Linked DNA regions of Mus musculus: regions 2, 3 and 4 are each linked to region 1. Evidence: chromatin contacts called from public HiChIP or PLAC-seq data. All regions are on one chromosome and are shown on one strand. The core of a region is the stretch at or near the end of the contact, and the rest is flanking DNA. Distances in the headings are between cores, read along the strand shown.

What was found. HiChIP or PLAC-seq counts read pairs in DNA pulled down with a chosen protein or histone mark.
Region 2: an H3K4me3 HiChIP or PLAC-seq map of embryonic forebrain shows a contact between it and region 1, with 8 times the contacts expected there. The contact joins the promoter of Pdpn here to the promoter of Efhd2 in region 1. A contact is called at or near these places in 1 of 39 promoter capture datasets (maxillary cranial neural crest) and 4 of 115 datasets of contacts at active chromatin or transcription factors (astrocytes, bone marrow-derived dendritic cells, embryonic forebrain and 1 more).
Region 3: an H3K27ac HiChIP or PLAC-seq map of bone marrow-derived dendritic cells shows a contact between it and region 1, with 6 times the contacts expected there. The contact joins the promoter of Prdm2 here to the promoter of Efhd2 in region 1. A contact is called at or near these places in 1 of 484 Hi-C or Micro-C datasets (the G1E-ER4 cell line) and 3 of 115 datasets of contacts at active chromatin or transcription factors (astrocytes, bone marrow-derived dendritic cells and large pre-B cells).
Region 4: a contact with region 1 is called in an H3K27ac HiChIP or PLAC-seq map of bone marrow-derived dendritic cells, with 6 times the contacts expected there. The contact joins the enhancer-like site here to the promoter of Efhd2 in region 1. A contact is called at or near these places in 7 of 39 promoter capture datasets (the 3T3-L1 cell line, the C10 cell line, the HPC-7 cell line and 2 more) and 2 of 115 datasets of contacts at active chromatin or transcription factors (astrocytes and bone marrow-derived dendritic cells).

What each region holds. Positions count from the first base shown.
Region 1 is chr4:141,873,350-141,876,831 of GRCm38.p6, reverse strand. It overlaps Efhd2 (EF hand domain containing 2), which reads left to right and starts at 1,912. Exons shown (of 4, transcript NM_025994.3): 1 at 1,912-2,272. The coding sequence starts at 1,965.
Region 2 is chr4:143,297,926-143,301,407 of GRCm38.p6, reverse strand. Pdpn (podoplanin) reads left to right here and starts at 1,844. Exons shown (of 6, transcript NM_010329.3): 1 at 1,844-2,219. The coding sequence starts at 2,153.
Region 3 is chr4:143,211,161-143,214,642 of GRCm38.p6, reverse strand. Prdm2 (PR domain containing 2, with ZNF domain) reads left to right here and starts at 1,934. Exons shown (of 10, transcript NM_001081355.3): 1 at 1,934-2,028.
Region 4 is chr4:143,141,835-143,145,316 of GRCm38.p6, reverse strand. Prdm2 (PR domain containing 2, with ZNF domain) reads left to right here. Exons shown (of 10, transcript NM_001081355.3): 7 at 3,083-3,193. Among named protein-coding and RNA genes, the nearest start is that of Mir7021, 7.4 kb to the right of the region's middle. Within about 2 kb of position 1,641, at least 54 of the 459 cell types and tissues checked have an H3K27ac peak or open chromatin away from gene starts, as enhancers often do. A contact at or near this core is called in the HPC-7 cell line and bone marrow-derived dendritic cells, where this site is marked.

The sequences.
Region 1 (3,482 bases), core at 663-3,162:
CAACTGGCTGAGGCAGCTGATAAATGCTTCTGAAACACACAGGAGTCATTGTCTTACTCAGGGGACCTGGGGTCTTCTGTGAAACCATGCTTCTGAAAGGCTGAGCAAGGTATAACTACAGATTTCTTCTGCATCCATTATACTCTTTCAAATACCTTTTCCTTCAACAATGTTTGTGAACACATCAACAGTTACTGATCAGGTGTCTTCCTCTAAGCATCATCCTGTGGCAGCCAGCAGCTTCTCTGGTCCCCTCTGTTTTCACAGTGTCACTTTTTAGCTTGTGCTTTCCAGGTCTTCTGTACCCTGCCTCTGGGAGTGGGCAGTATCTGGGTACCCAGCATTGCCCTGTTATCTTAGTGATGCATCTGTGTCGGAGACTCTTGACTCCAAAGAGCAAGGCTTCCCCCAGGTGCTTGTGAAAAGCAGCTTTTTGGATCCCAGTGACAAAGGACAGGTCTGTCAGTCTAGGTAGAGCCTGGAAATCAGCATTATGGCTAGTGACCTTGCAGTTGATGCCAGAACACCATAGCTTTGAAGGTTTAAGAGTTTGTTACCGCCGGACAGTGCACGCCTTTAATCCCAGCACTTGGGAGGCAGAAGCTGGCGGATTTCTTGAGTTCGAGGTCAGCCTGGTCTACAGAGTGAGTTCCAGGACAGCCAGGGCTACACAGAGAAACCCTGTCTCAAAAAACAAAACCCCCAAAAGAAAAACAAACAAACAAACAGAGTTTGTTATCTGTCTATCTATTATCTATCATCTATCAAGGAGGGAGTCTTACTATAGAGCCCTGGCTATCCTGGATGTAGACCAGGCTGACTGAACTCAGAGACTGGCCAGAGATTTACTTTAGTTTTAAGTCTGTGTGTGTGGGGGAGGGGTATATATGCTCATGAGTGCAGATGCATAAGCAGGCCAGAAGAGGGTCTAGGATCCCTGGTGCTGGAGTTACAGGCCTTTCGTGACTTGCCCCTCTCTACCCGGACCCTACACGGATGCTAGGATGTCAGTCCTCCACAAGAGCAATAACCACTCTTAATAACTGAGCCTTCTCTTCAGACCAGCTTTGCTGTTCTTGAAGTGACAGACTAGATGACAGAGACAAATTCTCTCTGAGCTCCTCCTTTCCAGCTCCCCCCATTCCTGACGCTTTGGGGAGGAGGTCACCCCTCTGGGATCCCCATCAAAGAGGCAACATGGAGATCTCTCTGAAATCCCTCTGAGGTGGAGAGTCCCAGGCATCCGCCGGATCAGGCAGCTATTGTGCTGAATCATCGTGTAACAGGACGACCCCCTTCCCCTTTCCCAGTTCTTTGGGGACCTTGAGAACTGGTAGGGTGCCATCTCCCTCATAGCAGCTACCCCACTTTTGAATGACGCCAGTCATGATAGCCCTGGAGACAGTCTCAACTGGGCTCCAGTGCTAGGGTCCACCTTCTTCAGATTCCTGCCACCTTATCAAGAACGCCCAGCGGTTCACTACCAGTGGTCTCCATGGCAACCGACAGGGTGTCAGAGACACAAACCCCTTTCAGAGAACGGGTTGAGAGCCGCGCCCCTCTCCAGTCCCTGAACACACAGCCACCTCCTGCGAGCGGACCCTCTTCCCTCCCGAAGGGTTGGGACACCCCCTTCCCAGGTTCCTTCCAGAGGGCTCCTGGGACTCAGCGTCACCCAGAGGTCATCAGAGAGAAGTTGATGGTTTTTCACTGTGGGGGAGGGAGGGGAACGATGATGAGGAGCTGGGGAGCGGAATGCACTTGACCCCCCTACCCCCCTCCGGGGATAGAGAAGGACCCGGCACGCGGCAAAGGCGGCGGGAGCCAGCCCGGGGGCGGGCGGTCCCCTAAGTCCCACCTTCAGGGCGGCGCCTGGCGGCGGGGAGTGTCAGGAAGAGGAAGAGCGCGGCCGGGAGCGCGGCGCAGAGCAGGGGCCCGGCCGAGGCAGCGCTGCGCGGGCCACCATGGCCACGGACGAGTTGGCCAGCAAGCTGAGCCGGAGGCTGCAGATGGAGGGCGAAGGCGGCGAGGCGACGGAGCAGCCGGGGCTCAACGGGGCGGCGGCGGCGGCGGCGGCCGAGGCTCCCGACGAGACTGCCCAGGCGTTGGGCAGCGCGGACGACGAGCTGAGCGCCAAGCTGCTGCGGCGCGCGGACCTCAACCAGGGCATCGGCGAGCCACAGTCGCCCAGCCGCCGCGTCTTCAACCCCTACACCGAGTTCAAGGAGTTCTCCAGGAAGCAGATCAAAGACATGGAGAAGATGTTCAAGCAGTAAGTGCCCCTGCACCCGGTTCCCCACCACCCTAGACCCGGCCTCGGGCCCTAACCTCCCGTATCCCCAATTAGATTCCCCCAGAACCCCGTCTCACCAGGGTGGGGAACTCTGCTGCTTTTCTAAAGAGCCACGAGGCTTCCAGACCCACCACCCCAGCACGCAAGTGGATCTGGGGAGCTCCCGTTCCTGACATGTGACCCCTCCTCCTGGTGATACTGCCCTCGGAATAGCCCACGCGGATTGGGGGCTCCCTGAGGTTCCTTCCAGATAATCGCAGGTCCCCAGCGAGTCACTACCACCACACAGGGTACCGACCTCCTTCCCACTGTTAATGTTACTGCACCCACCACCCTACACCCAAACATATCGAGAAAGGGAGAAAGGGCCGGTGGCTTCCCTTCCGCTCCGTCCTAACTACTGGACTCCCTACCCCCACCGCAATAAGGCAACCCTACTGCCTCTTAAGGGGACATTCCCCCCGGCACCCATGCCAGACTTGTGCCTTTTACTGGGTCCTTTAATTTCTTCTGCTTAGTTATGGACTCTCTCCTACTAGGTTGGGTCCACAACCCCCTCCCCCCAACACACACACACACACACACACACACACACACACACCCTCAGCTATACTATGTTTACTTACTGTGGGTGAAAACTCTTCAGGCCTTTCCATTCCCGCCCACCCTGTTGACCAGGTTCCATTTCCTTAACACTGTGCGGTCTTGCTAGGGAAGGGCTCCTCTGTCCCTGTCCCCCAGTCTACAAACATGTAACTCCCCTATCATCAGGACAGAGTCCCCTGGGACTTAGCCCCTCTTCATACACTGTGAGTCCACCTTCCTCCCCTCCCTCCCTTCTCCCCCATTACCCCGCCCCCCCACCTCGAACCCCTTCACTCCGTGGTTGTGCAGTGGTGACTCCCCTGCCCTTTATCAGAAGGCAGCCCTCTTCCCCAGTGACAGTTCCTCCCTTCCCAGACAATCCCTGGAGCCCATTCTCTCTCTATGTGCCCTGCCTAGGGTCTCCAACCCCTGCCTTCTACTTTCTATGATTCTAAGCTGTACCCTTACCAGATTAGGATGTCCCCAAGACCTGTGGGCTCAGCCATTCCACACCCCCACAAAATCCAGCAATATGGAGATGGGGGAAGAGTACCCATAGGGGTAGAGAAGATGCAAGTGCCCCTCCAAAGGACCGGCCTCCCGT
Region 2 (3,482 bases), core at 595-3,094, 1.4 Mb before region 1:
TGGACACCCTCACCCTCACCCCCCAGTCTACAATACAAAATACTCACACCGAAGAAATAATGTTGTAAGACCAGTTCGGGAGCCATTTCTTCCAGGTCTCTCTCTTCCCCGCTTCTGGAATCCACTTCATTCCTATCTTGTAGCCCCAGGATAAGCTACCGGCCCTTGAGTAATCTCTAGACATGTCCAACCTCTTGCCTGCCAAGGTAGACCTGCTGCTGAGTGGGCAGGCTGGCTCACTCTCACCCTGGTGAGACACAGAGGCTCAGCTAACGGACACAGCTTACCAACCATTCCTGTGATCAAGCTTTCCATGGACACTGGGTTTAGCTAGCATTTCCCCAAAAGGTCTTATCAGTTAGCTTGTGGGACCAAAGCTGGGAATATGAGCTTTTAAAACAGTGTTGTCTCAGGATAAAAAGACCTGCCTGGCAAGCTAGCAACCCGAGTTTGGTCTTTAGTACCCATGTGAATGAATGTAGGAGCGAGCTGGCTCCACAAAGCTACCCTCTGATATCACACACATACCATATCATGGGTGCCCACACCTTTGCACACATGCATGCATGCGTGAGTGCATGCGCACACACAATAAATAATTTTTAAAAATCAGTCTACTTTTGAAATTCTTGAGATGAAGTCTGTTTGAAACTGAGGTCAAAGATAAAAGGATGAAAACAGCTCATTGTCACCTTCATTGGGACACGTAGGGACCGTTCATTGTTAAGTTCTCTGTAACTTATTTTTACCGTGTGCATGCGCGAGTGTGTGTGTGTATGTGTGTGTGTGTGTGTGTGTGTGTGTGTGTGTGTGCTCGCTGTCTGGTCAGAGGGCAACATACAGGAATCAATCGGGACTCTCCTTTCACCATTGTGGGTTCAGAGCCTAAAACTTAAGTCACTCGGCTTGGTGGCCGAGCCACCTCTGGGGGGCCCATCCTCAGATGCTTTTGTTGAAAGGAATTTATGGCATCTGGGAGTGAAGCCAAGACCACCCCCGACCCTGTTCTTAGATTCCAACAGGTTAGAAGGGAATAATGAACATTTCTCTTGCCGATACCCACTCCCTGAGAGCAAGGAAGGATTGTTTAAATCAAGAGACAGGGGATTACCAGTTAAACCCTAGGATTAATAGATGAGCTGAACTCTTATTAGTTCCAGGTGAGTGGCCGATAGTCAGATGACACAGCTGCTCCTGGTATCCAGGTGAAGCCACAAAGTCCCGGTATCAGGGGGTGGTGGTACGTGCTCTGCCTTCTGTATAACTCACTAGGGCCAAGCACCCTTCAAGGTCAAGCACCCCACCCAGACAAGTACCTCACCGGGCCAAGTACTGCACTGAAGGCTAGTTGTGGGAGGACAGACGCGTCCTTCCGTCCGTCCGTCCATCCATCCATCCATCCATCCATCCATCCATCCATCCATCCATCCATCCATCCATCCACGTGCCTTGCATGAAGGTTCAATAAACAAGAGCCGCCTCAGACTCACCCAAACAACGGCCGTTTTCCCCAAACCATCTGAAGAAAAAAATCCAGTGCATCGGTCTAAAAACCATAAAACCAGCCGCATACGCCACTGTGTGCGTCTCTCTTCTGCCCACTATCAAGGAAACCTAAGTTGTGGGCTTTGCCCTCCAAAACATAATAGTAAATATAGTAGAAAAATAAATAAAAATTGTAAATCAGAACTGTTTACTGCACGTGGCCCCCTTTTCTCCTGTAGTGGAACAAAGTCAAAAGCTTTTTTTTTTTTTCCCCTCTGGGCTGGGCCCCAGTGGCTGAGGCCCTGTAACTTTAAACCTGGCCTGAGGTCATCTTGTGATGCTGGCCAAACAGAGTTCGGGGGCGGTCCTAGATCTCCGGGACCACCTGACGCCCACCCGCTCCCGCCCCGGGACCGGAGACATAAATGCCGACTGTGCCGAGAGGTTGCCAGCTGCCAAGTTTGCTGTGCTTGCTGCCTCTGCGAGTCCAGAAAGCCCGGGCACTCTCTGGCGCTGAGACTTTTGCTCAGCGCCTTCCAACCTCCTCCCGAGCTCTTCCCGGCTGGGCCTGTGGCTTCGAAGTTTTTTGTTTTGTTTTGTTTTGTTTTTCATCTTTTCACAACCCACAAAAAAACCCACTAGCTGCTGAGGCTCCAACGAGATCAAGATGTGGACCGTGCCAGTGTTGTTCTGGGTTTTGGGGAGCGTTTGGTTCTGGGACTCTGCGCAGGGAGGTAAGCGCCATGCATGATTGGCAACCAGCACTTGTTGGTGGGGATGGAGGGAGGCGGGGGATGCTTGGGCCTGGGATCTGCGAGTGCGGGGGGAGGGAGGGAGAGCGGTGGGGTAGCTTAGATGGGGCTAAGTCTCCTGTAACAGCCAAGTGGGTGTGGCGGTAGGGGGTCCACCCACAGGTGGTAGGGGTACAGAATGGCCCTAACAACCCCCACCGCCCCGGGGGCTAGTGTTACGGGATGGGAAGGTGACCAAGGGCGACTGGACTGGCCCAAAAAAGCAGTGTGTTAGAGGAATGATTAATGTCTCTGAAAAAGAGGAACAGATAGGAGGACGTAGGTTGGAACTCTGGGTCACACCCCTGGCTGGGGATAGACCTGAAGAGGCTTCGCTAATTAGGATGGTAGCTGGAAGGGACGGTGGAACAGCTTGACCCGCAAGCTGCTATCTTTCTAGCATTCTTGTCTCTGCCTCTTTCTTTCCTCCCCTCCCCACACCCCTACACTGGAAATGGATGGAACCCAGGGCGCCACGGACCTGTACCTCCTAACCTGGAGGGCTGCCGTGAGCGTTGAAGCGCAAGTGTGTTTGAGGCCATGTATTGAACTTGGCCAAGGACTCAGTGGCTGAATTAGTGTTAATTAAAGACGAATGGAGCCTGAGAATGTAGCTCAGTTGGCAGAGTCCATGTTTGGCATGTGAGACACTCTCATGCTCCATCCCCAGCAAGATGCAAAAGCCAGGATGGTGATGCTCAACTGTGTCAGCACTGGGAAATGGAGGCAGGAGGATGAGAGGGTTCAGGGTTATCTTGGGGTATAAGGAGTTTGAAACCAGACTGGGCTTTAAGACCCTGACTAGAAAGAAACAGATTGATGGGACCACCATCACGTCCTCCTCTTCTGAATTACTGTCTTCTGTCTGGGTGATCTATGGCTGGGGTCTAGGACAGTCTCCTGTTATTTTGTTTCTTGCTTTGATGTTTTAAGTTGTATCTATATTCCTGGTGGAATCTAAGCTCTAATCTTGATCCCAGAGCCAAGAAGTCATGGGACAGTCTCAGTTGCTCACTAAATGAAGGCTAGTGGTCATCAGAGATGTAGGACTGTCTTTCCTGGTGAAGGAGTGGTTTGTGTGAGATGGGTGGGCCTAGCCTAGGCTTCTATAATTCTCCACAGACAACACCTAGTGTTAGGGAAATTATATAGAGTGCATGGGCGAGGTTGTCCACTTGCTTCAAAGAGACGAAGCTATTCTTTATG
Region 3 (3,482 bases), core at 685-3,184, 1.3 Mb before region 1:
TACCTCTTGCAGAACTTCTGTTGCTATGACTCAGCAATGAAGAGATTAACTGTGGTTTAGCTGGGTATCCTCAGTGCAACTGTATAGATTATGAAAGAACAGAGGGAAATTTCACTACCTACAGAGGAGAAAGTGATGTAAAGATGAAGAGAGTGTGATGATGTTGGCCTTGAAGAGTTGAGTGGCATAGTGACAAGCCAAGGAATGTTGGCAGTCACCAGAAGCTGGAAGAAGGAAACAGTCTCCCCTAGAGACCTCAGAGGAAGTGTGGTCCTACTGACACCTTAGCTTGAGTCTACTGATACTGATTTGGACTCTAGCCTCTACATTTGCAGGAGATTAAATTTCTGTTGTTTTAAGACATCAAATCTGAAACCGTTGCCCCAGGGGAAAAAGGCATTGTCATATCAGATTAAAGACAGGAAGAACAGCCACTGCCTTCTTGGCATGGTGTTCTCTGGTTTTACCATGTCATGTTTTGATTTGACAAAAATCAAAATCCCCTATATTTCCTTTTGCATTCTATTGGATGCCAGGGGGTAAGTAGATTTTCTTTTAAAATGATGGCTATGGCAGTTTGGTGGTAGATGAGGTGGTGGTCTCCCTTTTGCTCCCACGCTACCTCAGATGATTTTTGATGCATATACTTAGTAAGGTGTTAATCAAATAAAGAGTGCAAATTCCAGTGGCAGCCTGTACCATAATAGTGTATATTCTAGTGACAAGTTTGCATGTCTCTCTTAGGTTTGTAAACTCTTGACTAGTGAGAGACATAAGCAAACATTTGAGGTTTTATTTCCTCTCTCCACGGGCTCTGTGGTGATCCAGACCTTGACAACACTTGACATTGTCCTCACCTGTCAACAGTACTGATGAGATAATCACCATGTCACCAATCCTTTACAGAGTATACCACAATCCACGTTGATTGACGTACTTTCTAAACAACAGGTACATTTGATGAGCTTGTCTGGTCTTTCCAAAGTTTTGGAGGCACATTTGAACATAATACATTATCTATTTTTCAGATCCTTTTCTCAGAGGACTAATACGGCCCACTACACTTAGATTTTTTTTTTTTTTCCTTTCTTCTCAGAGGATAGCTTTATCTTGAAGTACTCATGGCTCTGGGTACCATCTAGATGTGACAAGTAACTTTCATCTCTCTACAACTTCAGATTGATTGGCAACTATGTTCCCGTCAAACCTCTTTTCTGGGATGTCAGAAGTGGTCTCCAGTTCAATCCAATCCATCTCCAGCTCACTTGTTTGTAAATAGTGGTGCAGTTCCCAAGGGCAAGATGAAGGCCATGCTGGGTACCACAGAGCCTTGGCACTGACCTAGGCCCATAGCTGGCAGTTAGCAAATGCCTCCTGGTAAGGGATGAATACAGCCGCTCAGTTGCATCTGCTTTGCTGAAGTTTCGGGTTTGTGTGTGTGTGGCTATATTGGTCCTTTGCACACCATTTAAACGGTCTATTTGCCTGGCAGTGGTCTAGTGAGTGGCCTTCAGAGTGGATTCTGCTCTTGTTTTTCTTGAAACAAGGTCTAAGGGTGTGGTCCTGCCTTCCTGGAATTCACTATGTAGCTCTGGCTGCTTCTGCCTCGAGTTTGGGGATTAAAGTGTGCGCCACCACGCCAGTCAGTCGCGGTCGTCTGAAGTAGGGTGGCTTCTCTGACCAACTCTTGAGTTTCTCAGCCCTAACTCTATAGTGGTCAGGCTGGCCCGGCCATGGCGACGCGGGCTTCCCTTCGAGGTAATAACGCTCTGGGGCGAGCGGCGAGTCCGTGATTGACAGAGAGGGCGACACAGTCCGCCGGGGTCACGCCTGACCGTCGTGTTGAGCTCCTCGGGGTCGCAGGCCACGAGCTACGCGCGGGGTCGGGGTCGGGGTCGGGGGTTGTGGGCGCCGTGCCGACGTCACTTCCGGCCGGAGCCAAGATGGCGGCGGCGCGGCCGCGGGCGCCAGAGCGACGGCGGCGGCTGCGGCTCTGGGCTCGCTGAAGCGTTGGCACGTCGCGCTCTGGTGAGGAGCGGCGGAGCCGGGGAGGGCGGGCGGGCCTCGGGGGAATGTCCCTTGGTGTCAGTGAGGAGTGTGGCCACCGCGGCGGGGGCGACCGGGCCGGGCGCTAAGGGGATTGCGGGGCGGGCTGACGCGCCCCCTTCGAGCTTCCTCCGAACGGCCGGGAACCGGTGGCTGGCGCTGGCGCCGACGCGAGGCGGCGCGAAGGCTCCCGCTCCGCGGCTCTTAAGTCCCCGCGGCCAAGTTTCGGGTCCGTTTGGTGACGGCGCGGCGGACTCGGGGTGCGCGGCTGCGGGGTCGGCGGGGAGCGCACGTGGGCCCCGGGCGGTCCCCATCCGCAGGGCTGCGCTGATCTCTGCTCTTTTGTGTCCCGGGTTGAATGTGCGAGCGCATCTGCAATCCTCGAGTTGGTTCTGTGCCTCGAGCCTTTGTGTTTTTCACCCCCGTATAGTTTCCGTGTGCTATAAACCTGCCAGTGGGCTCCTCGAGTGTCCCCCATCGACCCACTGGTGCATACGTGCATGTGTCACAGGTGTGCGCTAGCATACATAGGACTGGTTTGCGTTCGTCAAAAGATCCATCTACTATGTCTCCGAGGGTGACGAGCGAGACACGAAATAGACCTTAACAGGTCAGTGTTCTTCCACGATCCACGCGTGAAGCACCGGCCAATGGCCTAGCACTTACCGTTAGGTCGGGCCTCGAGCTGGGGAAACAATCCCACAGATCGCCGGGAAGCCCCGTTGCCTCTTACTACCCAGCTGGAATTTACACCTAGAGAAATGGGGTTTCCCTTCACCCCCCGCATTTCATGTATTGAGGATTTGGGTGTATTTGACACGTGAACTGCCTTTTGCCAAGTTCCAGTGCCTTGCCCTTAGGACCCTTTAATGAAACACGGGAATGTTTGTTTCTAGTACACAGTGTCCCCAGAACATGACTAAAATTGTATCTCAAAGTTTTTTTGTTTACTTCGAGGTTATTCTTTAAAGTAATATATACAGCAAAGACAACCTCCCAATGGTTTTTTGTTTGTTTTTTGGTTTTTGTTTTTCTTTTACCTACAATAGCACAGACTACAGTTGGATCATTCTGCCCACGATGATATTGGAAAAGAGGTTTTAGGATATTAAGAGGAGGAACTGAGAGACATTATTCTGTTGTTTTCCTGTTCTATAGAGTTCTGTTTTTGAGATTGCACGCAGCTGCCACCCTCCAAGCTCTCTTTCACACACTTTATTTGATGAAATTTCTTTTTCATGAGCAATCTCGCCATAGCTTTGAAAACCTTCAGAGATCATTTAATAAGCCCCCTTTATTCCAAGCCATGGGAAGAGAGCTGTAAATCCATTGTTGGAAGCAACACTCAGCTGCATTTGGTGTTATTTCAGGGCTCGACCCTTCCCTGCCCCCCCCCCCCAAAAAAAAGCCGTCGATGCATTTACAAAGTTATTAGA
Region 4 (3,482 bases), core at 392-2,891, 1.3 Mb before region 1:
CCTTTAGAAAAGTCCTGATAGACAATATTGTTTTCTCTTTTAAGCTCTTTCAATGTAGCACACCGAAACCAAGTACCTGGAAAGAACTTTACTGTTTAAGGAAATGTATCCAACAGTACTGGTGTGGTACCAGGCACTCAAATCAGTTGGAGCAGGGTTTAATTTGTTCTTTGTCACAGATGTGTTTGTTCCTTTGTTTGTTGTCTGAGCCTTCAGTTTCATCCACAAAATAGCACTCTGATGGGACAGACAGGTGTTTTTTGTTTTTTGGTTCTTTTTGGTAGTCCTATCATCTCCAGTCAGAGGGCTTCAAAAGTATCTTGATAAATGGCTCTGATTGAGAAAATTTTGATGTCATAGCTCCATGATAGTTTTGCTAGATTTCTTTTGCCACATAAATTCATTGTTGTTCCTAAGTTACTTTGGTGGTTTCATTTCTTCATCTTTAGAATTTTTATATTGGTGTTATTTTAGTTTTTAGCATGATTTTTAATAAATATGTAGACTGTAGAGCCACATATGTTTGTAGTAACCTCAAATATAGTAAGTACATTAGTCTAGTGCTCTGATATTTGAGAGATCTCCCCACAGAGAGAGCACCGCGGAGACTTTGCTGTGTTTTCAATTTGAGGCTGTCACATACTGGGTAGAGCACCCTTTCCCTCTGCAGTATGCTGTGAAACAAACTCTGGTGAATCAGCAATCCCCACAACAGACAGTTGTGTGACCAAGAGTGTCATTTGTGTTCTGCTTGAGAAACCAGGCTGGTTAACTCTCTGTTTGTAACTCTTGTTAGTCCTCTGAGAAAGGCACAGGAGGTGGGTACTCATCCTGATGCCTATCTTGATAGATCTGTCCTCACAATGGATTGCATTTCCATGGTGGCTGTGGCTTTACAGTGGATACCTGGGGAGTAGTAAACTCCTCCTGTGCTGAGGAGTTCAGAGGGGGACATGTGGCACGGCCTAGTTGTAGTAAGGGTGTTTGTTTTGTTTTAAGGTACAGAATATGGTATAACATAGCATTTGCCTTTCACATGCTTAAGCAGCTACATTTTTAGTTCATCATGTTACTTGTTTAATTATAATAATATACTCGCCAGAGTATTTTGGTCAACAAATTGATACCTGTTTCTATTAAATTTTACAATGTGCTTTATTTTTAATGTATCTGAAGCTTATTGCAGAGGGCATGTTTAAATTATAATTTTCCATTTAAAAACCTGTAAACAGTTATAGTAAAGGGTCCTGTTTCTTGGTCTGTGTGAGAATGTGGGGTAGTACTGATTACACGAAGTACTGGTAGTTAGAAAAAGATGTGGTTTTGATTGGGGGAGGGGGTTGGGGAAAAGGATCTCTCTTCTACTTTTGAGTGGAATGTCTGAGGGTTCTGCTGCTGGCTTTGTGACACTCAGCCGTTCGGTTGCACTATATCAGCAGATTGTCATTTGTGTTTTTGTTTGTGGTTAGCATGCGTTTCGTTTGGAGTTACTAATCTCATTCAGACTGAGCATCACACACACAGGAAGGGTATAGACGTAGACAGGAAGGGAGAGAATTAGATTCTGTTCAACACGTATCCTTCAGGAGCTTGAGCCAGCAATTACCAGGCTCACACTAAACAGGAGGAAGTTGACAGGAGAGTGTGAAGAGCTACTGTGGAAGGTGCCTGTGTATCTATCTGCCTCGTGTGGTACCAGATAGGATGAGTCTTCATCTGGAGATGGGATCGTTCATTCATTGCCATGCCCTCTGCTTCATATCAGAGTAGATGAGCTTTTGGTCATGTGTGTGCTTATGTTCTTAAGGTGCATGTGGAAAGGAACATGTGACCATACTGTTGGGAACATATTGTTGACACCCCCCACACACACACACACACACACACACTCCCAAAGGAAACAGAACACACCAAGCCTGTTTTCTTACTAGCTAAAAAATTGGGCACTTTAAAATGATATATTAGTACTTCCCCTTAAAAGACTAACAAATTGTTTTCTTGTTATGTCTGTTAGATTTTTATCAAAATCCTTTAAACTAGTACTTTATATTATGGTTGATTTCTGTACTTTTAATCTAATGATCTTCTCAATTATGACATTTTTGTGTTTCTGACATTAAAACTATCCGTTGTCTTCATTTTAGCTGATCGTGTTTCTCTCATGATCATCCACTATTCAGACTCTGTAGAATTTGATTTCTCTGTGTTCCATAGTCATGAGTGGTGTCTTTCCTGTCTTTGGATAAGGTGGTTATGGAGGAGGCAGAAGTCTTGCTCAGGAAAAGCAGGGAGCTTGTCCTAGGGATCTCTAGGAGTGGAGGTGGCTTGTGTGTGAGGAGAATAGTGCCAGACGAGAAGGAAGTGCTTGGGAAGGGACGTGAGACTCACCCGGATCTGGTAACCTTGGTGACCAGTTTGGGACCACTACTGCAATATACTGTGTTCCTTTGGGGCTTCAGTTCATTGTTGTAGCTTCTCAAGAGAGGTCATGGTTTAATTTAACTTTCTATAGTTTGGGATCATTTGCGTGTAGTTAGTATTTTCTGAACTTTGTGTGCCTCCATGTTATTAATTCAATAGGAGCCATGCTTGTGATTTCTCTGCATTTGAGAGAGACCATATGTATCCCTTATAATGCAGTGCAATGCCTACTTTCAAAGTTGAAGTTGTAGTCCTGGATTATCCTATCTTAACCAATAAAATGTTTTAAATTGTGACATATTGTTTCTCTCTAATAGGTATTTTCCATATTATTTATATGATTTCAAATTTTTTTGATTCTAGAGTTTTTTATATTAGTATTATTAACTTTTTGAGAATACAGTGTTCATTAACTTGATAGCTACTATGCTGTGAAACTAAGGACCAAACATCTAAAAATGCAGGACCTACGAGCTTTGTTTGTTGGTTTTTGTTTTTTTTTTCTGACAGATTTGATGATATTTTTAGTCACTATTCATTCTTTTCTTTGGAAATCAAAATGATAGTTGTCTACAAATTCAGTCTACTTTGCTTGGGTTAATTGTCTCAAGGACCAGAGTATCATGAATGAATGAGTAAATAAATATATGCTGTGTTTCAGGGAAGAAGAAATCACAGGAGAATAAAAACAAAGGCGTCAGAACCCAGGCTGCAGCGCGGAAGGCGAGCGAGCTGGACTCCACCTCTGCAAACATGAGGGGCTCTGCAGAAGGTCAGTGCTGGCCATGCTTGGTGAACACACGTGTTTACTGTAGTAAGCTGAACTTTCCAAACCCTACTTCCTCTTCAGAATGAAAGTATTCTCCCCTTAAACGTGGTTCTTTTCATAAAGGGAAACAGGCAGAGTGACTCCCTGCACGAGAGAGGCAGAGGCAGGTGGGTCTGAGTCCAAGGCCAGCCAGGCCTATATAGTGAGACCGACTACACATTTTTTCTAGATAGACGGGCAGACATATGTTGACTGTTTTAAAAACAAAGACTAGGCTAGTAGCAGTGTGGCA